4 separate regions of the Sus scrofa genome follow, and all the other regions are linked to region 1. Evidence: chromatin contacts called from public Hi-C, promoter capture Hi-C and targeted proximity ligation data. All regions are on one chromosome and are shown on one strand. The core of a region is the stretch at or near the end of the contact, and the rest is flanking DNA. Distances in the headings are between cores, read along the strand shown.

Evidence for each region. Promoter capture Hi-C pulls out the DNA fragments that hold promoters and counts their contacts. A called contact is a pair of places that touch in the nucleus more often than the background predicts.
Region 2: a contact with region 1 is called in a promoter capture Hi-C map of fetal skeletal muscle, with 8 times the contacts expected there. A contact is called at or near these places in 2 of 5 promoter capture datasets (fetal skeletal muscle and liver), 3 of 47 Hi-C or Micro-C datasets (embryonic fibroblasts and mesenteric adipose tissue) and 1 of 2 datasets of targeted methods (skeletal muscle).
Region 3: a Hi-C map of embryonic fibroblasts shows a contact between it and region 1, with 2.0 times the contacts expected there. A contact is called at or near these places in 2 of 5 promoter capture datasets (fetal skeletal muscle and liver), 4 of 47 Hi-C or Micro-C datasets (embryonic fibroblasts, fibroblasts, heart right ventricle and 1 more) and 1 of 2 datasets of targeted methods (skeletal muscle).
Region 4: a contact with region 1 is called in a targeted proximity ligation map of skeletal muscle. A contact is called at or near these places in 1 of 5 promoter capture datasets (liver), 14 of 47 Hi-C or Micro-C datasets (adipocytes, embryonic fibroblasts, epiblast stem cells and 8 more) and 1 of 2 datasets of targeted methods (skeletal muscle).

The regions. Positions count from the first base shown.
Region 1 is chr4:79,261,042-79,267,104 of Sscrofa11.1, reverse strand. It overlaps SNAI2 (zinc finger protein SNAI2), which reads right to left and starts at 2,225. Exons shown (of 3, transcript XM_005663090.3): 1 at 2,039-2,225; 2 at 781-1,326. The coding sequence starts at 2,117.
Region 2 is chr4:79,683,316-79,689,378 of Sscrofa11.1, reverse strand. MCM4 (DNA replication licensing factor MCM4) reads left to right here and starts at 2,415. Exons shown (of 17, transcript XM_021089418.1): 1 at 2,415-2,765; 2 at 2,887-2,956; 3 at 3,095-3,184; 4 at 3,311-3,474; 5 at 3,560-3,661; 6 at 4,467-4,562; 7 at 4,645-4,740. The coding sequence starts at 2,893. It overlaps PRKDC (DNA-dependent protein kinase catalytic subunit), which reads right to left and starts at 2,004. Exons shown (of 86, transcript XM_021089419.1): 1 at 1,847-2,004; 2 at 580-656; 3 at 388-480; 4 at 1-35. The coding sequence starts at 2,000. It overlaps LOC102164310 (a long non-coding RNA gene), which reads right to left. Exons shown (of 3, transcript XR_002343341.1): 3 at 3,891-4,369.
Region 3 is chr4:79,649,906-79,655,968 of Sscrofa11.1, reverse strand. UBE2V2 (ubiquitin conjugating enzyme E2 V2) reads left to right here and starts at 3,467. Exons shown (of 4, transcript NM_001243391.1): 1 at 3,467-3,537. The coding sequence starts at 3,522. LOC102164310 (a long non-coding RNA gene) reads right to left here and starts at 700. Exons shown (of 3, transcript XR_002343341.1): 1 at 578-700.
Region 4 is chr4:79,544,479-79,550,541 of Sscrofa11.1, reverse strand. No RefSeq gene overlaps it. Among named protein-coding and RNA genes, the nearest start is that of UBE2V2, 100 kb to the left of the region's middle.

The DNA.
Region 1 (6,063 bases), core at 976-3,475:
TGATACTTAGTTGAATGTCTGGCTTTTTAAGATAAATCTGAATGGTGTATTATAAAATCAATTTAAAAATACAAGTATTATTCCTGCTGCCAGCCATGCAGAAATGATTCCTGAGGCTCTAGGACTTCACTTGCTAAAGCTTTTTGCTCTAGCAGGTGCAGCTGACAGAGAACTCCTCCCCACATTTCCCAACATTTCCCCTTTTCCCTCCTTCAGTGTATCATGACTAAGGCTGGATAAATGCCTCGACTCCTGGCTGGGTGATGTTGCGCTAGGAATAGAAAATTCAGCAGCAAAAACAAAACACAAGCAAATAACGGAAAGCAGATTCGGCCCTAACAACCCACCTTGCTGAGGGTGGCAGACATGCCAGCAAGAATGAAACGAACAAAAAAACAACAGCAAATCGCTTCATTGATTTGTCTCTCGGCTTGACTGACTGAGAGAGCAACGTAGTTATTTGCTGATTAGTGGTATTAGCCATTTCACAGAACACACATTCAAGTACATCCTTCCTGGTTTTCTACTGATCTTTGAGACCAAACCTTCTGAATCTGCTTTCCAAAGTCTACCTGCTGTTTGTGGTCTCTGGAGCCAGAGCTGAGGCCGTTAGCCAGCAAAGGAGCCCTTTGTGCTCTGTCGACTTTTGAGTCGTCAGGAAGTGGCTATAAATGACCATCCATCATTAAAAGCACTGTGTCACCACTTAAGGCAAATCCGACAGTCAGCCCAGGGCTTCCTCCTGTCGGCTGGTGACGGCCTGCCTGCCTTCCCTCTTACCAGTGTGCGTTCTGATGTGTCCTTGAAGCAGCCAGGGTCTGGAGAAGGCCTTGCCACAGATCTTGCAGACACAAGGTAGGGTGTGGGTCCGAATGTGCATCTTCAGGGCGCCCAGGCTCACGTACTCCTTGTCGCAGTACTTACAGCTGAAGGACTTCCTAGACTGGGCGTCACAGTGCAGCTGCTTGTGCTTGCCCAGCCCTGAGAAGGTCGAATAGGTTTTACTGCATAAATTGCACTGAAACTTCTCGGCTTCGATGGCGTGGGGGTCGGAAAGCTTGGACTGGAGTCTTTCCTCTTCGTCGCTAACGGGACTTTCGGAGCCGCTGTGGTCCTTGGATGAGGTGTCGGATGGAGGAGGGGGGCTCACACGCCCCAAGGGTGGGGGGTATCCGGACAGGGGGGAGAGGCCGTTGGGCAGCGGGGCGTGGAACGGAGCCGCGCTGGTCCACACCGCAATGGGGCTGTAGGCTCGCGAGCTGAGGATCTCCGGTTGTGGAATGACAGGCATTGGGTAACTCTCATAGAGGTACGGGGAAACGATCACTGGGGAAGACAAGAGGGGAAGGAAGAGTGAGGCGGAGAGAAACCTATGAAAACCCACCACGAAGCTGCTTGGCAACGCAAACGGACGAGAGGACGCGCGCAGGAGGAACTCGCAGGCGTTGGTAGGACATTTCTTCCCACCCTTGCTACTCGCGCGGTCACTGTACTTGGGGCGCACACGGAGCGTCGCGGGGCTGCAGCGGCTCGGCGGTCAGCGAGCGCAGCCCAGCCCCGCCCAGCTAGGGCCTCCGCGGTCCCCAGCGAGGGGAAAGCCTATCCACTACCTCGAAAGCTGCAGAGAAGTTCCCTTCCATTTTACGCGTGGGCTGTTTGCAGGGTTTATGACTGTGAGTACAAAGACAGGCGTAAATCCAGCTGCTTTCTAAAGGAAAGGAGCCTTATGACATGAAAAAAAAAGCAGTAATTCAACATTTACGCGTGGCCTTACTCATCCTCCGCGTACTCATTATGCAAGTATGCACACGCTTCAGAAAGTGACGTTGCAAGAGCCGAATGGAGTTTTCCTGGCCAGTGAAAAGTTTGAATTAAAACTTAGCCCAGATGATCAAAGGAACGGCCGCTCTTTCAGGAGGGACGCTGTTTAGAGGAAAACAGCTCCGCCTCTAACTTTTGTAGAAGTTGAGCTGCAGCTCACACTGCTATTTACCTCTTGATAGACAGACTGAGTTGCAATATAGAGCCCCCCTTTTACCTGTGTGTGTGTCCAGCTCGCTGTAGTTGGGCTTCTTGGAGGCGTTGAAATGCTTCTTGACCAGGAAGGAGCGCGGCATCCTGCCGGCTGCGCGGGGCGCCGGGCGCGGGGCGCGGGGCGCGCAGTCCTACAGCATCGCGGCCCCGGCAGGTGCGCGCGCGGCGCCGCCAGGTCGCAGGCTCTTCGCGGACTGAGCCCGCGGTGGCGGGGAGGCCTTTTTTTCCTGCCTTTTGCAAGAAGGGTCCAATCACAGCCGAGAGGTTCGGATTTCAGCTCCTCCCTCTGGGACAGCTGTGAACAGAGGAAGAATCTGTTGTCAGACTAAATTATTTTGGTTCAAAATGGGCTGTTCTCCGGCTTTCAGTGGAGAGGAAAAAAGTGCTTAAGTATTTTCAAGAAGAGGTAATTTTCCTTCTTCAGCTCGTCGGCCCTTCGCGCTCTCGGCGAGCTGGATCCGGCTGAACCTGGCCTGGCTTCCAGCTGTGGGCTCTGGCGCTTGCTGGGAAAGGCAGGGGGCCCGCGGGTCCCAGGCCAGCCTCTGGGCTTTGGAGAGGTTCTGCTCGCTCAGGGACGGAACAGTTCACTCCCGGCTTTTGACAAGAAAGGTAGCGGCAAAGACAAAGCCCCAGTGAGTGAGGGGCGGGCCCGCAGGGGACTCCCCGCGGCTAGCGAACCACCCGCCTCTCGCTGGGGACGCGCTTCGAGTCCAGGAGGCCCGGGGCAGAGCCAGAGGCGGCGCCTGGGGAAATGAAGCAGGCGTGTCACCACATTAGCCGTGAGGCTTGAAAGAAGCGCTTTGTAGCCCCCGAAAGACCGGCTGCCTGCGAGACCGGGCACCGTACGGATGAAAGCGAAGGATGGGTTAATGTCCTTTGGAACGGGAAGGGTTCCCCACAAAGGCATTTGCATCTTTTCAGGCATCGCCATGTAATTTTATGGAAAAAAAGTGTGAAGGGGCCTTGAGAGACAATTATTTCAAAAATGTATATGCTTTTAGACCATGCTCTTTTCTTGGGTATAACGTCGTCAAAATTCATGTGTTTCTGCCCCTCCCCTGCATTGTGTTTTTAAAGAAAGGGTGCCATCCTGAGCACTGCTTGGTTAAACTTTTAAGCTAGTCTAGCAATCAGCAAAAATACTTTGGTTGTGTGTATGGTATTTAATCTAAAAATACCCTAAAGTGGCTCATTTGAAAAGTGAAATTATATCCATATTTACAAGCACTTCCGTCCCTTCTAGATTATTCTCCCTACCTTTGGCTTAAAGACTAAGGAAAGAACACATTTGCAATCAGACCACGCTACCCTTGATTGGAACAGGTGCTGGGAGGAAAAAGGTGAAAAATAACAGTGTGAAGTCAAGACTTGTAAGAGGAAGGTGCATGTCAGGCTGCATAACTTCTTAATCTTGGGGGGAGGCCGGAGTGTGCAGGGGAGGGCGGGGCTCAGGCTGCCTGAGCTAATTTCAGAGATCCCCTTTCTTTTTTTTTCCTCCCAACTAGTTCAAACGCCAGGGAAAGGAATTTAGAGGGATCTTCATGTTAAAAGGAAAATATGAATATGCATCAGATCTCCCACACACCGGAGGCTGGCTCAGAACAAGCTCCCTCGGATCGGATCAGATTGGCCCTGGTTTGGGGGGCAGGAGCCCTCCTCCCCCCACTCGGCTTCCTGAAAAAGAGTTTGCATCTTGCCCAGAGCTCCTGCTTTTCCCTCCCGGCTCAGCTCCACGCAGAGTCAGCTCACAGCGGGGAGGCCAGAGAGCATCTGATACTTGTTCCTTGGCCACTAACCTACCAAGTGTGTATTCCAACAGCCCACTTAAAAGCTGAACAGAAATGCTCTAGGAAACCCTTGAACGCAGATGACAGAGCCTGTCAGGGGGGTCAGCACACAGACTCCAGTCAGAGTTGGGATGTGTTCTCCGCCTACCAGGCGGGTGCAGGGTGTCGGAGGCTATCTGGGGCATGTCTTCACATAGGTCTGCCTGCACCCGGAGCCCAGGAGGGCTGCAAGGGGGGTGGGGGTGGGCGGGGGAGGGGGAGTCAGGGCCCAGGTGCTCAGCTGGGAGCTGTGGAGCGTGAGGATGGAGAAGGCCCTCAGGTCCACACCCCAGGGCCTACAGAGGCCCAGTGGGGGGGTGAAGGTGCTGCGCCGTCCCCACCCCCCGCCCCCGAGCCAGAGGGGCCATGTGTGGGCATAGCCCTAGATGAAATGTTTTCTGTGAGAAACCAGTCTTGGGTGGACATCTTGGGCCGCCCAGAATAGTGAGGAGATGGCAGGTGCTTGTCCTGAGAGGGAACCGGGGTGCTGGGGTGCAGAGAAAGCCCCCCAAGGGAGGCCCAGAAGTGGGGGGTCCAGCAGTGAGGGGAAGAAAATCCAGGCTCCCACCTTGACTCCCCCAGGGCCTTGGTCCTGGGAGGAAGCAGGGCCTTCAAAGGATGCCTCCCCACGGTTCCGCCCCCAGGGGTCCCTCACCCCACCTGGGGTCTGAGGGGTCTGACATGTTAGAAGCCCACGTGACCTAATTCCCTAATTGTCCTGAACTTTACTAGGAGGGGACCTGATGTGACTTACCCCACAGCCTCTCCTTTCCTGTTTTCTGAGGAAGCTGACAAAGACGATTTGTAGAAATCCTTGTAAATGAAAGGGCTGTGACCTCGTGGGCGGGCCAGCCCCTCCCCACAGGCTCCCGGTGCTGGTGGGGTTTCTCAGGGACCCAGGCTTTTCCATGAAAGACATATTCTTGCGTTGCCAAATGGGGGAGTAAACTAGATTCATGAGGTTGGGAACGCACCCCAGGCTTATTTGCTTTGCAGGGAGAGCTTCATCCACGTGGAGCCATGGTCTGTGAAGGCAGTGCCTTCCCCACTAGAGAAGGAGTGAGCAGACCAGGCAACCTCGGCCTGGGGAGGGTCACCCCCCCACCCCCCAAGATGCAGTCTTGGAATGTCCCTGGTTTGACTGGAATGTCGCTGGTTTGACTGGGGTATCCACAGCGCGTTATACTGCGTAACATATAGTGCGTAACACAGCGGCTGTTATATGTAACTTTGAGTCTGAATGAGAGGTGTGAGGTCCCTTGTGGTTGCATTTTCATTCCTAATTCCTCATTGAACTCAGCTTCAGATAAAGTCATTTAACCTCTGGAAGAGAAATAACTGTTTCCCTTGAGTACCAGAATTAGGTTCCGTACTCTTCCCTGCTTTCCTTAGAGGGTCTTTGGGACAAGTCAGTATAAGTGGGGGAAGTAATCAGAGTGAGTGTAGCCTTCTGCTGACACAGACTCCGCTTCACCACAGAGGGGGTCCCTTTCCTGAGTGGATGTGGATGAAACTCATGGACGTGACAACACACGGCAATGTGTCTGCCCAGCGAGTTCAGCTGGAGCATGTGCAATCCTGTGTGCCTATGTGTGTACATCGCTGCATGTGTGCTTGTGTGCCTGTGTGTACGCATAGCTGCATATGTGCTTGTGTGCCCGTGCTTGTGTGCCCGTGCGTGTGCCTGTGTGTGTGCCTGTAAGTGAGAGGGACTTGGTGGAGGAACTGCCAGAGGAAGGCGGTCAGGATGTCCTGGGCTGTGTGCTGGTGCTCTTGCTTCCTGGGGGTCACGGGACTGCTCTGGCCAGGCTCAGGCTGCGGGTTTTGCGTGTGGGTCCAGCTCCAGCGCTGTTGGGTCCGTAAGCACCATACCTGGGCACAGGTAACACCACTTGGCACAGAACCTTGCTAAGGTGGGAGCAGTTTTACTGAGGTGTATTGCGTGTGAGCCACTTGCACTTGGGGCTGGTTTCGGTTTCGAATCCCCTTCCCCTCTGGGGCTGTCCGGTTACTGCTGTGTCACCCAAAGTAAGAGACTCCTGGTCCTGGTGTTCGTCTGTCAGGGGTTGGCCACTGGCTGAGCAGGCCGCGCAGAGGGCGGAGCTGCGGTACAGCGGGTGCGGGGGGACGCCTAGCGGTGGCGGTGGGGAGGTGCCCCGACCTTCCTCAGTCCCTTTTCCGGACCAGGCCGCCCCCTGCTGGA
Region 2 (6,063 bases), core at 1,166-3,665, 420 kb before region 1:
GCTTTATCTTTTGTGTAAACACTGGTACAAGTATTCTAGGTTTTAAAAGGAGATATTCCAAATCATCAATAAGATCTTAGTTGTTTAACTAAGATTTAACAACAACTAAAGTTACTTCTGAGAAGAGCAGCACCAAAATACAACACACTCCCATTTACTACTTCTTGACTAGGACCTCACTTCATTAAATTAAAAAAAAAAAGCCCACTGCATTTCTAACACAATCAAGCAGACATAAGTAAACTCGAAAAAAAAAAAAAGAGAGAGAGAAAGAAATAAATAAGCTCCCCAATGAGAAATGTAGACATAAAATCAAAATCCAAGTTTAATCTACACCGTTAAGTTACAATGGACTTTGGTACACAAGGTATGTTTTTTCCTCCTTACCTTAATATCGAGAGAATAAGGTGTGATCTTCTGGCCAATTTTTTCTAAGAAAATATATAAAAACTTTAAGGCTTCTTCTCTACAATCACGAAACTATAATTAAAAAAAAAATCATAGTATACATGAGTAAGAATCACAGTCCCTCAACATGAAGGCATATCAAGAAGAATAAAATGGAAATCTTCAACTTACTTCATCAATGCTAAGTGATTTCCGAACAAATACAAGCACACCAAAATCTTTGGAAAAAACTAAGGAAGTCTGTAATGCTGTAAAAAAGCAACAAATTAGTAAACTGCCAAGAAGTACTCTATAAATGCCCCCTAAAGCTGTTGCCTTTTGAGTGATAAAACACTAGCCTAAGGCGGCCATATTTTGGCAAGGAAAACAGGAAGTTCTAGATGACGTTCCATAGGGATAAGGTAGGCAGAATAATGGTCCCAAAGATGTCCATATCCTAACTTCTAGTGTCACACCTGTCAGTATGCTCACTTTACATGGCAAATGAAAATTAGTTGCCTGTGGAACTAAGGTCACTACTCAGCTGTCCTTAAACTGGGGAGACTGTTGGGCCACCTGGGGCCCCAGTTCACTCAAAAGGGCCTTCACAAGAGGAAGAGGGGAGGAAGATGGGTAATCAGAGAACATAAGGATTCCACCTGTGTTGCCCGACCCACTGCTGCTGGCTTTGAAGATAGGGAGGAATAGTCCTCGAACTGCACATGCCTTCTAGAAGCAAGGAGCACCAGCAAGAAGAAAAGGGACCTCTCTCCTACAGCTGCAAGGAGCTCAATTCTGCTAACAACCTGAATGAAAAAGGACATGAATTCTTCCCCAAGGGCTGTAGAAAAAGGAAAGGGGACATGCCTGCTACCTTGGTTTTAGCTTGATGAGAGGCCTGCTGGGCTTCCAAAACTTTAACAACCCTGTGTTGATTTAAACACTAAGCTTGTGTTATGTCTGAGAAGGGGTAGAATATCAATACACTTCTGGATAACCTCTCAAGAGAATAGACATACGCTGAATATTCCCAGTGAAACTTTTGGAAGATGGACTGGCGGGTTTAGGCGAGAGTGACGTGGAAGAAAACACTATCCTCTCGATTACCCTCCCCACTGTGGAGAGCAATGATGGCCCAATTCAGGGCATTGATTTATGGCCGCAGGGGACACGGGGAAATGCCCGGCCCAGAGGGCAAGGAGGGAGCCTTCACCCCCTGCGCCAGGAGCATGAACCCGCACCTCTGCGGTCCGAGCCGCTGCAATCGGATTCTTAACCCACTGCGCACAGCGGGAACTCCCTCACCACCCTCGGCTTTGCTTTAAATACCTCAACTCTGCCGTTAAGAGGCAGCTGTTAAACCACTTTTGAACACATCACAAATTCTGAGGACCCAGTTCAAACACCGCCCTAGTCGCCCACGCTGGACCAGCCGACGGAAGCGAGGAACCGTACCCACCCAACAGCGCCGGGCCGGAGCTCAGCACGCACTCCTGCCCCAGACCACGCAGCAACTGACAACTGGCCACCGCCGCGCTGCAGCGGTCGGAGGCCGACAAGGACTCCTGCAGCTGCAGCAGGGAGAGCCGCACGCCGGACCCCGAATCAGCCATGACGGCGGAGGATCGCGCCTGCGCACACCAGGCCCCGGCCCAGAAGTGCGGTGGCGCAGGGGGTGGGGCTGTGGGCGGGGCTTCGCGGACCTGCAAGGTTCCCGGGCGCTTGCGCACACACTTTCCGGTCCTTGAAATGCCTTCGATTCGGTTTTCCGTGCTGAAACCTTTCCCGGGACCCTCGAGGGGGTCTCCCTGTAGGAATAGTGACTTACTTACACGTACTTTAAGATTTGGGGAGGGTTATGAACGTGGGGTCCACAGTACCCTTAAAACAAAACGTTAGAACTTGGGGAGAGTCAGGAATTCAACGGCTCGACCTCCAGAAGTAGATGCGGAGGACAGGTGGCGAATTGACCAAGTGCCCCAGGCAGAAAGAGACAGGCCAGGGCTCGGATCAGGGACGACAGCTAGCCCTGTGTAAGGAGCAGGGACGTATCCTTTGGACTTCCAAAGGACGCAGGAGCGGCTCCACCAAGGAACGCCCTTTGGCGCCTGGACCCTGAACGCAGTCAGGCGATCTCCCTAGATTTCCCGCGAAATCGCGCTCCAGTCGCGGACAAGACCACTCGAGCCGGGGAGTTCTGCGTCAGTCTCCTGCGGGGCGCGTGGGGAGGCCGTCTAGCTTCCCCTGCTGCTACACAGTGGTCCTTTCCGGAAGCAGGGCGCCGCTCTGATTGGTGGGCTGCCGCCAGGGGGCGGAGACAACGGTGCCGCCGGCGGGAAACCTGGGCCCTGCTGGAGCAAAGCAAGCGCGACCCTCAGGTGTGGCCCCGCGGGTCGGCGGGGCTGGGGGAAGGGCTGAGAGGAAGGGGTTCAGGAACGCGGGAAGAAGGCGGGCGTCCATCTGGGAGGATCCACTCGAGCCAGTATCCCTGTCGTGCAGCCAGCCATGTCGTCCCCGGCGTCCACCCCAAGCCGTCGCAGCACTCGGCGGGCCGCCCCTACGCAGCCAGGTGAATACCCGGGGTTGGGCTGTGCCCCGTGGGGTCCCCGGGGAGGGCAGGCGGGCAGTGCCGGGTCAGCCCCGAGTCCCCAGTCTCCGTGCGGCTCCGGGGCCACCTGCGCCGACGCCGCCATGCCCTTCCCCTTAGGCCAGGACCCCCCGTCAGCTGGAGAACCTCAGCTGCTGCCCTTGTCGCCAGGCATCGAGCTCCGCAGCTCGCCCCGTGCGCCGTCGGCAGGTTAGCCACCCGGTCGGGGTTCGGGGGTCCGCAGGATTGGGAGGTGGCTGGGGTGGGGTGCTCCCAGGTGGGGGTAGTGAACGAGAATCAGGCCCCTGCGCTCACCCCATGGGACCCGGTCCCCAGGGGCCCCCCTGGACCTGGACATGAGCTCGCCGCTGACCTACGGCACCCCAAGCTCAAGAGTGGAGGGCACCCCAAGGAGTGGCGTTCGTGGTACACCGGTGCGGCAGAGGCCCGACCTGGGGTCGGCGCGCAAGGGGCTGCAGGTGGACTTGCACTCGGACGGGGTGAGTGCTGGGCGGTCCCGGGCATAGGGGCCGGGCGAGGTGAGCCATCCCCGTGACCCTGCTCACGTCGTCTTTTCCTATACAGCCGGCCGCAGAGGATATAGTGGCAAGCGAGCAGTCTTTGGGCCAGAAGCTCGTGATTTGGGGAACAGATGTAAATGTGGCAACGTGCAAAGAAAATTTTCAGGTGAGATATTTGTCATCCTGCAGGCTCCAGAAATGGCTGGAAGAAAGTGTTTGTAACTGCATCTAAGTAACCTGTGATATTTAGGGGCAGATCCTTATGTAGCTGACAAGTTTTTAAGAAGAGAAATATGGCTGTCTCCAAATTGACACACTATTTTTTTCGAAGTATAGTTGATTTACAATATTGTGTTATTTTCATGTGTATAGAAAAGTGATTTAGTTATTATATGTGTTTTTTTGTTTATATTCCATTATAGGTTATTATACTGACTATAACTTCCTGTGCTATACAGTAAACCCATATTGCCCTTCTATCTTAAATATAGCACTTGTGTCTGTTAATCCCATATTCCTAATTTCTCCCTCCTTTCCTCTCCCCTTGATAACCGTAAATTTGTTTTCTTTTTTCTTTTTTTTTATCACAGTTGACCATAAGTTTGCTTTCTATGTCTGTGTGTTTCTGTTTTGTGTATAGATTTATTTGTGTTTATAGATGCCACACATAAGTGATATCATATAGCATTTGTCTTTTTCTTACCTGACATTTCATTAAGTATAATGTTCTCTAGACCCATCAATGTTGCTGCAAACAGCAATTTTTCAATTTTTATGGCTGAGTAGTATTACTGTGTATGTCTTTTCTTCTCATATCTTATTAAGCCAGTTTTCTGTTGATGGGCACTTGGGTTGTTTCCACGTCTTGACTAACCTGAAAAGATATATGCACCCCAATGTTTATAACTTTGTTTTGTATAGTTGCTTATTCCTACCTGCATTAAGCTTAATGTTTTTCTCTCCCCATTAAGAGATTTATTCAGCGTTTTATCGATCCTCTGGCTAAAGAAGAAGAAAATGTTGGCATAGACATTACTGAACCTCTGTACATGCAGCGACTTGGGGAGGTAATCAAATATGCTCACCTCAAAACTCAAAGTAGGTGGTAAAACAATTAGCAGAATATAAATTGTTTTTTCTGTTTCATAGATTAACATTACTGGAGAGCCATTTTTGAACGTAAACTGTGAACACATAAAATCATTTGACACAAATCTGTACAGACAGCTCATCTGCTACCCACAGGTAAGGACTTGGCCTTCACCTTGGGAAACTACAGTAGGCATCTAGAGCGTGTGCCGGGTTTCCGGACAGTAGAATTAACTTCATAGCAGACAGACTATGCCTCCAAAGCAAAACAACTTCTTAAAACCCTGTTCTTTCTTCTCTAAGAGGAACACTTTTCCACACTTCAACATTTGAAACTGGGGCGTGTGGTAATGTCAACAGCATGTCGTGGAGTTCCCGTTGTGGTGCAGCGGAAATGAATCCGACTAGGAACCATGAGGTTGCAGGTTCAACCCCTGGCCTCGCTCAGTGAGTTAAGGATCCGGCATTGCCGTGAGCTGTGGTGTAGATCACAGACGTGGCTCAGATCTGGCGTTGCTTTGGCTCTGGCATAGGCCAGCAGCAACAGCCCTGATTAGACCCCTAGCCTGGGAAACTCCATATGCCATGGGTGCGGCCCTAAAAAGGACAAAAGATCAAACAAATGAAAAAACAGCATGCCGTAACTGAACTGGCCATGTGTCTTTCTATATAAAATTATGGTGACTTATAATTGACAGCTTGTTGGGTTTGGTGACTTAAAGTATCTTAAATGGAAACGTTTCCTAGGTGTGTTCCCATTCCTACAGTCTAACAGGATACATTAACCTACTAAGTTCAGGTTTTATCAACAAAATAGCAGCTACATGGAATCTAGCTTGAGGCTTTGAAGGCAGGTACACTTGGTTTTGCTTTATTTTTAAGTTGAGAGCTAAGTTTTATTTGGGGTGAAATTAGGACTTAAGCCTGGGAGGTAGCAGCTCAGGTAACCTCGAGAAAAGGCTCCCAGACTTGGTTTTAAATCCTGATTTTGCTGCTAAGTAACTGAGACTTTGGTCCAGTTCCTCAGCTTCCAAGAGGCTGTTTCCTTATCTGCAAAATGGGGAATAGGTATTAAAAAATTTGAATGAATATTTTGATATCATTTTGTTATAGAGAAAAAGTAAGTCATGAGAGGATGAGGTTCTATTACTAAGCTCATGTAACTACAGTATCATAAAGGCAACTTTTTTGGGTATGGCATGCAGAAGTTCCCAGGCCAGGGATCGAACCCTCACCACAAGGGAACTCCATGAAGGCACTATTGTCTGTCTGGTATTATTTAACTCAAGTGGGAATATGCAGAGGTGAGAGAGTTCAGGGTGCCCAAGGGTTTGTAAACAGCATGTCTGTGATTTTACAAGGTAACGTTTTTGGATTATGCAGGTTGTGAGTTTTTGTGGGGTTTTTTTGTTTCTTGCTTTGATGCTTTGCTAACATGAGTTGCTTTATTATATTTAAGACTATATTGGGAGTTCCCAT
Region 3 (6,063 bases), core at 2,218-4,717, 390 kb before region 1:
CTTCTAAATAACACTTGAGGTATAGATGAAATCGCAAGAGAAATTTACAAAGTTTTTTTTTTAAAAAAATCGAGTTATACTTGATTTACAATATTATTAGTTTCAGGTGTACAACGCAGTGTTTCTAAACTTTTACATAATATTCCATTTAAAGTTATTATACACTGGGAACCATGTCTAGTCACTTGTGATGGAGCATGATAAGTGAAAATAGAATGTGTACATGTATGTGTAACTGGGTCACCATGCTGTACAGCAGAAAAAAAAATTGCATTGGGGAAATAACTATTAAAAAATAAATAAATAAATAAATAATAAAGTTATTATAAAACACTGGCTATATACCCTATCCTTCACAATATAGTCTCACACCTTATTTATTTTATGCATAGTAGTTTGTACCTCTTACTCACCTAACACTACCTTGCCCCTCCTTCTTCCTTTTCCCCTCGGATAACCATTAGTCTGTTCTCTATATCTATGAACCTGTTTCTGTTTCATTACACTCACTTGTTTGTTTGATTTTTTAGATTCCACATATAAGTGAAAACAGAGTATCTGTCTTTGTCTCACTTACTTAGCGTAATACCCCTCAGGTGCATCCATGTTGCTGACAAAGGCAAAATTCCATTTGTTTTTATGGCTGATTAATAATCCATCATATGTATGTACCACATCTTCTTTATCCATTCCTCTGTCGATGGACACTTTAGGTTGCTTCCATGTCTTGGGTACTGTGAGAGAGTGTGTTTGTTTCCTATTGCTGCAAAACAAATTATTCCAAAATGTAGTGGCTTAAAACAGCAAACATGTATTATCTCATTATTGGTGGGTCAGGAATCTGGGCACCTTTAGCTGGTTCCTCTGTCTCTAGCAGAGTGGCAATGAAGGGGCTGGCCCAGGATGCAGTGTCATCCAAAGAGATAACGGGGAGGATCTGCTTGCAAGCTCACCCCCATATTTGTTTTGTTTTTTTTTTTTTTTGTCTTTTTGCCATTTCTTGGGCCACTCCTGCGGGCATATGGAGTTTCCCAGACTAGGGGTCTAATTGGAGCTGTAGCTGCCAGCCTACGCCAGAGCCACAGCAGCGCAGGATCTGAGCCGCGTCTTCGACCTACACCACAGCTCACGGCAACGCCAGATCGTTAACCCACTGAGCAAGGGCAGGGATCGAACCCGCAACCTCATGGTTTGTAGTGGGATTCGTTCGCCATGATGGGAACTCCCCATATTTGTTGATAGGGTTCAGTTCTTTGTGGCTGTTGAACCGAAGACCTCACTTCCTCAAGGTTCTTGGGCCAGAAGATCTTAGCTCCTTTCCACGTGGGCTTCTCTAGAAGGCAGCTGTCAGGATGACAGCTGGCTTCCTTCACAGGGAGCAAGAGAGAGCATGTCGGAAATCCAGTCTCTGGCCCCCCATGCCTAAAGCATGCAGAAGTTCTGAGGTCAAGGATTAAACCTGAGCCACAGCAGTGACAAGGCTGAATCCTTACCCCCGAGCCACTAGGGAACTCCAGGAGTCCTTTTTTTTTTGCTTTTTAGGGCCGCACCTGTAGCATACAGAGTTTGCCAGGATAGGGGTCAAATTGGAGCTGTAACTGCTGGCCTACAACACAGGCACAGCAATGTGGGATCTGAGCCATGTCTGTGACCTACATTATAGCTCACAGCAATGCTAGATCCTTAACCCATTGGGCGAGGCCAGGGATTGAACCTGCCTAGTCAGATTCATTTCCATTGAACCACAATAGGAACTCCCAGCAGCCTATTCTTTCTAAACAAAATCTCAGAAGTGATATTCCTGCACTTGTCTTATTTTGTTTATTGGAAGCTGGTCAGTAAACCCAGCCCCCACAAAAGGCAAGAGGATTATAAAACAAGGTATCAACACCAGAAGGGATCACTGGGAGCCGTTATAGAGGCTTCCTTCCAGAGAAGAGTGCAACAAATCTTAAAAGAGCACTCTATAGTGCCACTTCCTATTATGAGGCATAGCTGGGAGCAACTGGGAAGAAAAAGCAGCTGACACAGCACATTCAGAAATTAAGAACAGGATCTGCCTCCTCCCAAAGTCTAAGTCATGTGTAAGAGATGGGTGAGAAATAAGGGTGCAGGGTGGAAAGAAGTGGCCCCTCTGACTAGAAAATAGTGGCGTAGCATTAAGGATCTAGTGGCATTGTTACTGCAGCAGTGCAGGTTTCATTCCTGGCCTGGGAACTTCCACACATGCTGCAGGTTTGGCCAAAAATATTGCCTGCCATATCAGTAAACAAAGGATGTCATAGCCATCAGGCCACCACATTGGGAATTCAGCCCAGGGAGCGCTGCAGCCACCACCAAGGCTGCATCCTGAGGGCGCGGGATACTAAGGGCACAAGGTAGCTAAGGTGTTCGTCAAAGGAATATTTCAATGCCAGACTCTGCACCTTTCCATAGACAAAAAAGCGTGAAATTCTTTAATTTGGGATGTCTGTTCTTCAACAGTAATGTTCTGATGCTCAGACTTTCTAGTCTTTGCTACACTCCCCCCACTTCCAAGCAGTCCCTCACAGTGATCTGAGTCTCGGCTCCCGCGCTCCAAGTCCTCAGAATGTCTGCCAAACAAAACCTAACTCTCAGCTTTCAGGCTGTGCGTTTTTTTCAGTCAGCACCACCCAACAAGAACCACCTCGCCTTGTGCATAGCAAGTACCACTAAGGCAGGACTTGGGACGAGCTCCCCGGCCCCGCCCGGTCGGGGATACCAGCGCGGGGGGTGCGGGACTCCGTCCGCGCCCCTTCTGCGGGTAGCAGGGTGCACGCACCCCGGGACCTCGCAGCCCTCGGGGGTCGCCGGCAGTCCTACGCGGGGCCGGCTTGGCGCCACCACCCGAGTCTGTGCGCGTCCCCGCGGCCGCCGCCAACAGTGGGGGCACGTTCGCAGCGAGGCTCTTCTGTGACTCGGAAGCTCTTTTACACTTTTGGGGAGAATTTTCTAGACTTGGACGTAGATCTTAATCATTGCCTCCACCAACTCATATCGCAAAAGAAAATACGAATAAGGTAGCTTAATTTTAAGGGTTCTTTAAACTTCCGATCCGCTTCTTGAATTATTTCCACAGAAAACGACCCGTCGGGACCAGCCTTCCTCCCACAACCCCTCCGTTCAACTCTCAGAGCCGCGTCCTTCCCCATCAGGGGGCCCTCGGCGGCGCTCCGCCCCCCGGCTCGACGCACGCCCGTGACGTCACGCCGGCGAGGGTTCTCCGAAGCGCGAGCCCTTCCCGGAGCGTTCTTGCCTCGCGCTTCGCTCTCTCTTACGGTGACTGACTCGAGAGTGTTCCGTCAACTTCTTCTGTCACATTTCTCTGAAGTAGTTGCAGCGCTTCGGGAACCCGGAAACCGCGGGGCGGGTCCGTGGTGACGCACCGGAAGCCGCGGGGCGGGACCCTGCAGTCGGAAGCCGCAGGGCGGGCAGTGGCGCTCCCGGAAGTGGCGCGGTCTTCGCGTGCGTGAGGGCGGTGCGTCGGGCTGCAGGAGAAGATGGCGGTCTCCACAGGTCTGTTCCCGGCCGGGCCGCTTGCTTTTCCACCCCGACCCGAGCTGCGCCTCCGCCTGCTGCCGGCTATCGGCCTGGCCATGCGGAGAAGCAGGAGCGCGGCCCCTTGGCGGCTGCGTTCCCCGTGAAGCGCACTGGGAACAGGGAGGGTCGGGGCTGCTGTCGGGGCGGCGGTCGTGCCCGCGCGTCGGCTGCGCGCCCTAGAGCTGGGCTGGGCCCTGCTTGGTCTGGGGTCCTGCAGGCGTTGCTGGGTCAGGCAGGCGGGGGCTCGCGGACTGTGAGAGAGCGAGCAGGGGTGCCCAGGGTGGGCTACCTCCACCTGGGCGCGGGAGGGCTCGCTTGGGGGTCCAGGCTGAAGCGAGTCTGATTCCTGACTCGCCTTGACGTGGGCGGAGGACGGGGCCGTCTCCTAACTGACCGCAGGTGTGTTATCTTTCATTTGAGTGAAAAACTGTGGTGCAAACTAAGTAAAAGCAAGGAGTGAGGTGAACGCTAACTGAAGAAAAAGCAATTTCTTAGATTAGCTATTCAACTCCTTTCTTGCACTTAATACAGTTTTGTTTTCTATGAGCACAGACTTTGAAATTAAGTATTACCACTAAGATTTTAGACATTTGACTATTAAATGTTAAAGTCAAAATGTTAGGCTTTATTACTTAAAAATATTAATGCGTATGATCTTTAATTTTTCTAATCATACCCATTAATACAAACTAGTTTTGCATTTCATGTCATCATTATATAATAAAACGAATTTTCAAGTCTACATACTAAAGTGGAAGGCATCAGTGTATGTTGTGATGGGTAGTCTCAAGGTAATACCATTCTACATTCATTTCAGTGAGAAGTTGTGTCTTTTTAATGTCTCATCTTGACTACGTGCAGGCGTCACGATAAGATGTTTAGTTTTGGTGTTGGGGAACTGTTTCAGTAGACTGATGAGAGATGAGATGAGAACTAAGTAATAAAGCATGGGTGATTTAAAAGTGATATTTTAGTGTTAAAACTTTATAATTACTGCCCTTTCCATTTGAAATCCTGCGTGCTTGTTAGTGGGGCTGTGTTTATGAGATGTGCTTAGTATTTATAGGTTCTTGAAAACTTAGTAATAAAATGATTTATTTTCATTCGATTGATAGTTTTCACTTTGTGGATTTCATTTTTTACTTAAACACAATCCCCCCCACACACACTGTACATATGAGAGAGTGTGGAAATATTTTGAAAAGACCAATGGTTATATTAATGACAGGTACTTTTTATTAACCACATTTAATCATTTGGGGGAGTTGTAAGGAAATTGCCGTGAGATTATTTGCATATTTGTTATATATTGGAATGTGTATTTTCTGGTCTGTATTTTCAGCATTCCTAAATTCTGTATTTACACCGTTTAGATTTATGAGATTTGAAACTTTAGCTTAATTAAAAAGAATATATTTTAGGCAGTTAATTGATGTTTTCTTAAACCACTGAAATTTGTTTTGAAACTGTTGCTAAAAATTGCCCTGGTGAATTTTATGTTCTAGTTATCCTTTTTTGTGCTTTACAAGAGTGACAGTGTTGTCCACTTGGGGGAGAGGTGTCTAAAGTAAGTTCTGGATTATGTATTGGAACTTTTTTTTTTTTTTTTTTAATGGCTGAACTTGAGGCATACGGAAGTACCTGGGCCAGGAATTGAACTTGAGCCGCAGCTGCAACCTGTGTCACAGCTGCGGCAATGATGGATCCTTTAACCCACAGCACCAGGCTGGGGATGGAATCCATGCATCTGCAGCAACCTGAGCCGATGTAGTTGGATTCTTAACCCACTGCACCACAGCAGGAACTCCTGGAGCTATTTTTAAATTATATTTTCTCTTAGTTACACTTTCATATTTGCTTCTTGGTAGTAAGGGAGGGAAACAGTACCTTTATATCTGTGAAGTAGATGTGGTAAAGCTTGAAATTTAAATTAGATTAGTTAGATCAGGTATTGTATATGTTTGCTTGTTTTTCTTTTTCTTTCCTTTTCTTTTTTGGCTGCTCCTGAGGCATATTGAAATTCCCAGGCCAGAGATCAAATCCAAGCCACACCTGCAACATATGCCACAGCTTCAGCAGTGCCAGATCCTTAATCCACTGTGCTGGGCCGGATTGAACTGGTGCCTCCACAGAGATAAGATGGATCCTTAACCCACTGCACCACAGTGGGTACTCCTACTTGTTTTTTAATTGAGCCAAAATAACCTTGACAAAAATAGTTATTTGATAGGCCAAAAAGAAAAAGCATCCGACAAATATTTTTTTTTACCTCAATTAAAGCACTGTATTTTAATGTCCATTGCCTAAGTCATATGTTTTTATCCTTTCTGTTACTAGAAAAAAAATTGATGGGGATTCTAATTAAACAGACCTCTGAGCTGAAACATACTTCGCCATACTACTTGATCCTCTTTTTTTGTAGATGAGAAAACTGAGGCCTAAGGAAATATAAGATTTTACATAGTTGGTTATCAATAGAGTCCAGATTAGAATCTAGTTTTT
Region 4 (6,063 bases), core at 1,307-3,806, 280 kb before region 1:
TCGTGCTGGGAAACGCTATCCTGGAGGTGGCTGGTGGCTTCTGGGGAGAGGGAGCTGGTTGCCGCGATGCCCAGCCTTGGGGGTGGGGTGGGGGCAGAGGTGGGATGGGGGCCCAGGAGGCCAGCACAGAGCATGGACCTCAGGTGCATCCTGGAGGGGCCGCCCAGGGCACCCTGCCCAACGCGGGGACGCAGAGGAGTCCCAATGAGAAGTTGCTAAGGAGCCAGGGAAACAGGCTTCCAGCTGACGTTCCTCCAATCAGGGCCCTCAGGGTGCAGCTCTGCTGATCTCAGGATCAGGCTGACTTCGCTGTGGGTGCGACGCACCCCAAAGGAAACTAAAGACAGATGGTTCACTCTGAATCATATTTTTTTCTCAGACAATATTTAATGCCAAAAAAAGTAGAGAAAAAATAGGACCCAGATTTGTCTGACGCAGCACATTCTCCTGTGATGGCCTCAGTTCCCTGGATTTCACTGGGGAGGCTGCTCTGTGTGGGACAGGACACTAAATGCTGTCATGTAAGATACATTTCACAACAGAACGCTGGTCTCTCTGAAGAGCCTCAGTTCTCAGAGCATCCGACAGAGCTTCTCCCCCCATCCAGGGTAACATGTGTTTCTCATAAAGCTGTACATATTTATCAAACATGCAAATTAAGAAATAAATACCGCATCCTCTTGTGCATTAGATCAATGTACATCAAATGTTTTACATCTGATAGAGAAGTTTCTCATCAGAAAGTGGGTGGGGGCTGCACACACCAGGACCCACAGCCTGCCCCCAAGTCCAGGCCGACCCCTCCCAGCTGGCTCCCTGCTCAGTGGGCAGAGGCAGCAGAGGCACAGGTTTCACAGACCCTGGACAGGCGCAGACCCCAGACAGGCATGGATTTGGGGTATTAGGCCCTGGGGGTGGGCATGTGGTCTCTGAAGAGGCCCTGTGCAGCCCCGAGGGCCCCCACACCTCTGCTGTTCACAGAGCAGGGCCTGTTGGGAAGCCGCCGCATGCTGGGGCTGGAGCAATTGGGGCAGTGGCTGGCCCTGCTGCTAATTCATAAATAAGCACATTGTGCCCCTCCGGTCATCTCTGCTGTCTCCTAATCGGCTCCGTCTGTACCACGTCGATGAGGAGCCCCTTCCCAGGGACGCAGCCCTGCTCCCGGGCAGGCCAAGCTCTCCCAATGCTGCGGTTTTCTCGGTCACAGCAGCCGGTGCCACATGGTCTGATGCACGTCGTCCGCCTGGCACCCACAGTAGCCACTTTCTGTTCCAAATGCTTTTCCAATGTTAACTCGTTCCACGTGCACAAAACTGTACCAGACGACGCTGTGCAGATAAGGGCAGTGAAGCCAGAGGTGCTGCTGGTGTCTTAGCCATGAAGCAAGGTGGGTGCCGGGCCAGCTGCACCCCTTGTCTCACGTGGAGGTGGAGCTGCTCCTGGAGGCCAGCGGCTCAGAGTGACAGGGAGTCGGCAAATGCCAACCCTGCCTGGAGTCTGACTCTGTGGGTCGGGTGGGGGGAGTCTCGTGCACATTCCTGGGAGCTTTGGGTGGAGCTGGATGGGGACAGGGAGGGGATTTTCCTGCAGCAGGCTCCAGGGCACACAGTAGGTGGTGTGTTTGCAGCAGAAGCCTTGACGGCTGATTGGGTGTGGAAAGTTTTGACAATGGCAGGTGATGGATTTTAGGGAAATTTACTGTAATTTAGGAAGAAAAATTCTAGCCGGAAGACGTTTTTCTTCCACGGCTCACGCTTCTAGTCTTCAGCTGTGGGATCGTCCCAGAACCCACTGGGACGGAGCCTGCCCTCGGTCCTCACTGCAGAGGGCGCTCCCCAGCTGGAGAGGGACCTCAGTCTCTTAAATCAAAGTGGGACTCAAACACTTCTTAGGAAGGCAGCACCTGGTCACCCCCTGACTGGCGTGGGTCTGGTGGGAAGGTGCTCCCCCAGGATTGAAGAGGGCATTTCATACATATTTCAGCCCAGCAAGTCCCCCAAGATCTCATCTTCCTCTCTAACAGCAGAGCAAACGTCTGAAGAGCAAAAATCCCAGGGCAACAACCGTCTGAGCCGAATTTCCCTTCCCTCTGGCCGTTGTCGCCCCTCCAAGGGTTAAGCTGCGAGGAGCCTCCCCGGACTTCACGTCCGTGCTGGGGGGAACTATTAAATTACCGCTGGATGTTTCTGATCACGCTGCACACCAGCGCCTCAGCCCGGGCCTGGCAGCCACATGTGCCCGCGGCCCGCCCCGCCCCCGCCCACGGGCTCCTGGGGCCCCTCGGTGGCACCGAAAGGCGAGGCTGGAGCTGGTGCTGGCCCGGGGAGAGGAAACGGCAATAAACCCAGAGCGGGCGGCTTCCTGGAGCCAGGACGCCGGGGTCGGCTTAATTGCTCCGAAATGAAAAAGATTCGGGGGTTTTCAAGAAGTCCCAGAGGTGCACTTGCCAAGCCTCAACTATTAGGTTGAATTACAGCTTCCAATCCCGCCCGCGCCCCAGCCTGCCTCTCTTTCTCCCGAGGTTTGTGGACGGGGAAGGTGGGCGGGAGCGGGCGCCACACTGGGGCGCTCGCGGGCCCGTCGCCGGCGGGGAGCCCGGGCCGAGGGCGTGCAAAGTCTCAGCAGAGTCTTAGGCGAGTCTCCGAGGAGCCTTAAAACACACTAAGAAGCAGTGGCAGCAAAGGGAAGTGTGAGAGCAGGCCGGGGGAAGGGGTGATTTCAGGGAGGCGGGTCTGACTGCCCCAAGGGACCCCCTCACTGAGTGACGGGGTGGGCAGCCGGGTGAGGGCTGAGAAGGCGGGGCCTGAGGACCAGCCCCAGCGGGACACTGGCCTGACCATGCGGGGGCATTGCAGGGGCGGCAGGCTGGCAGCCCGGCTCCCTCGCGGCTGGGTGGCAGCCGCCCCAGGTTCCCAGGGCCGGCACTTCCAGGCAAAGCCCAGCTGACCGGGCGGGTCTGCAGCCTCACCTCCCATCCGCCCACCGGCCTCTGGGCTCCTTGCTGTTTTGTGGTTCAAAGGTGCTGGTTGTTGGGGGCGGGGGGGGGGGGCACCCACAGGTGCATTCCTCCTGGGTAATGGAAACTGGAAACCTTGGAAGCATTTGTAGAGAAAAAGGACAATGAGATCTATTTTGAGGAAATGGGCAAGAAAAGTGGTAGGAAGCCAGGGTATTGGAGATGTGGCATGAAACAGAGGAAATGCTGGGCCACTGAGGCCAAGATGCAAGGCCGACAGGAAACACTGGGAGCTGCCGCTGTGTCTTCATGTTCCAGCTCCTGGTGCGCAGAGCACTCGGTGGCCCTTGGAAGTTTGGGTCTTCCTGCACTCTCATGGGTGACCAAGCAAGGGTGACCAGTGCTTGGAGGTGGCCCTGCGCCAAAGGCACCATAGCCCAAGGATGATTGTCTTGACTCTGGCCTTCTTCTGTGCCTCTGCACTCCGTTCATGCCGTGGCCTCCCTAATGGGCCTCGCAGTCCCAAGTGGTTTTTGTTGGTGGGGAAGGCGGCAGCAGGTGTCCCTGGGGGTCCAGGCTCAGCACATGCTGTCTTCCTGCCTCCTTGCAGACACAGACACACATGGATGTCACACGATGGCGCTTGTTCCAGGCTCAGCCTGGTTTTACCTGGGGGGAGGGAAAGCACTGTGGGGGGTGTGGGTGGAGGGTGACTGGGGCACTCATGACAATGGGTCTCCCTGGGGACACAGGCTGGTGACCTCAGGGAGCATGGCCTCACTGCCCACGCAGGGGGCAGGGTCTCTGTGTCCTTCCCTGCAGTGGGGCTGGGGACGGAACCCAGAGTGACACCTGCTGCTGAGGGCTCATGGTGGGCCTTTCACTCACGCTGTTCCATATAAACTACAGAAACTTTCCTAGAGGCGACATACTGGTCTCATTCTTTTTTTTTTTTTTTGTCTTTTTGTCTTTTTTTGTTGTTGTTGTTGTTGCTATTTCTTGGGCCGCTCCTGCGGCATATGGAGATTCCCAGGCTAGGGGTTGAATTGGAGCTGTAGCCACCGGCCTACGCCAGAGCCACAGCAACTCGGGATCCGAGCCGCGTCTGCAACCTACACCACAGCTCACGGCAACGCCGGATCGTTAACCCGCTGAGCAAGGGCAGGGACCGAACCCGCAACCTCATGGTTCCTAGTCGGATTCGTTAACCACTGCTCCACGACGGGAACTCCTGGTCTCATTCTTTTAAATGACGGAACTAAGGCCCAGAAGTGTATCAGTTAACAGTGGCTGTTATGGCAGTGAAGCCTCTGAGTGTATAAAGGGGTAAAGATGACAAAGGTTTATTTCTCATCTGTTTAAATCCTGCATGGGTGTTCCTTCTGGAGGGACCAGCCTTGAGTAAGCCGGGCTGCTCCCCTGCTGCCCCCACCAGCCACCCTTCAGAGATGTGCTGCTTTACTTTGGACTTGCCATTTCCTTTTAAGGTGTGTTGTCCCCCACAGTAAGGCTGCTTTAAATGAAAATGGCATTTTAGACCTGGAAAGAACCATGGCAATAAATAGTCCAAACTCCGTATTTTATTGATTCAGAAACAGATACTCAAAGAGATTGAGGGACTGACAAAGGTCTCAAAATTAGGTCATATAAAAATCAGCTCATCAAGGCAGGAAGCATCACACTTCCTGGTTTCAAGCTATACTGTAAAGCTGCCATTATCAAAACAGGACACTATTGGCATAAACACAGATACACAGATCAATGGGACAGAATGGAGAACCCAGAAATAAACCCAAGCATAGAAAGTCAACTAATAGCTGACAGGAGAGCCAAGAATACCCAATGGAGAAAAGAGAGTCTTTAATAAATGGTGCTGGGAAAACTGGATCTTCACATGTAAGAAAATGAAACTGGCCTCTATCTTATACCCCCCACAAAACTTTACTCGAAATGAATTAAAGACTTAAGTATTTAAGTGAAACTGAACTGTGAAACTGAAACTGTGAAACTCCTAGAAGAAAACACAGGAAAAATCTCCTTGACATGGATCTTGGTAATGATTTCTTGAAAATCACAAGCAACAAAATAAATAAAGAAACCAGTGTGACTACTTCAAACTAAAAAGCTTCCGCATGGAGTTCCTGTTGTGATGCAGTGGAAATGAATCCGAATAGTATCCATGAGGATGTGGGTTTGATCCCTGGCCTCGCTCATTGGGTCGGGGATCCATCGTTGCTGGTGTAGGCCGGTAGCTGCAGCTCTGATTTGACCGCTAGCCTGGGAACTTCCATATGCCATGGGTGCGGCCTAAAAAGCAAAAAATAAAATAAAATAAAATAAAAAAGTAAAAGCTTCTGCACAGCAACGGAAGCATCAACACAGTAAAAAAAATAAATAACCCATGAAATGGGAAAAAATATTTGCAAACCCTAATAAGGGTTAATATCCAAAATATATAAAGAACTTGTGCAATGCGACAGCAGCAAACCAAATAATCCAATAAAAAACGGATGGAGGATCTGGATACGTATTTTTGTAAAGAGGACATCGGGATGGCCAACAGGTACCTGCAAAGGTGCTCGACATCACTAGTCACCAGGGAATGCAAATCAAAGCCACAAGGACGTATCACCTCACATTGTCATCAAGAAGACGAGATAGGTGCTGGCGAGGATGTGAGAAAGGGAACCTAACTTGTGCAGCCACCATGGAAAACAGTGTGGACGTTCTTCAAAAGTGAAAAACAGACCTGCCACATGACCCTGCAGTCCCACTTCTGGGTATGTATCCAGAGAAAATAGAAACAATAACTCAAAAATATGTATGCACCCCTATATTCATTACGACATTAATTACAACAGCCGAGACCTGGAGGCAGCCTATGTCCATGGGTGGAAGGATGGATAAAGATGTCGTTAGAGACACACACGCAGTGGAATGATGCTCAGCTGTAAAAAGGAGGAAAGCCTACCAATCCAACCTGGTTGGACCTCGAAGGCACCATGTTGAGCGAGACAGGTCAGAGCAGGACAAGTGCTATTTGATCTTTCTGATATGTGGAATCTTTTTTTTTTTTTTCTTTTTTTTCCTTTTCTAGGGCTGCTCCC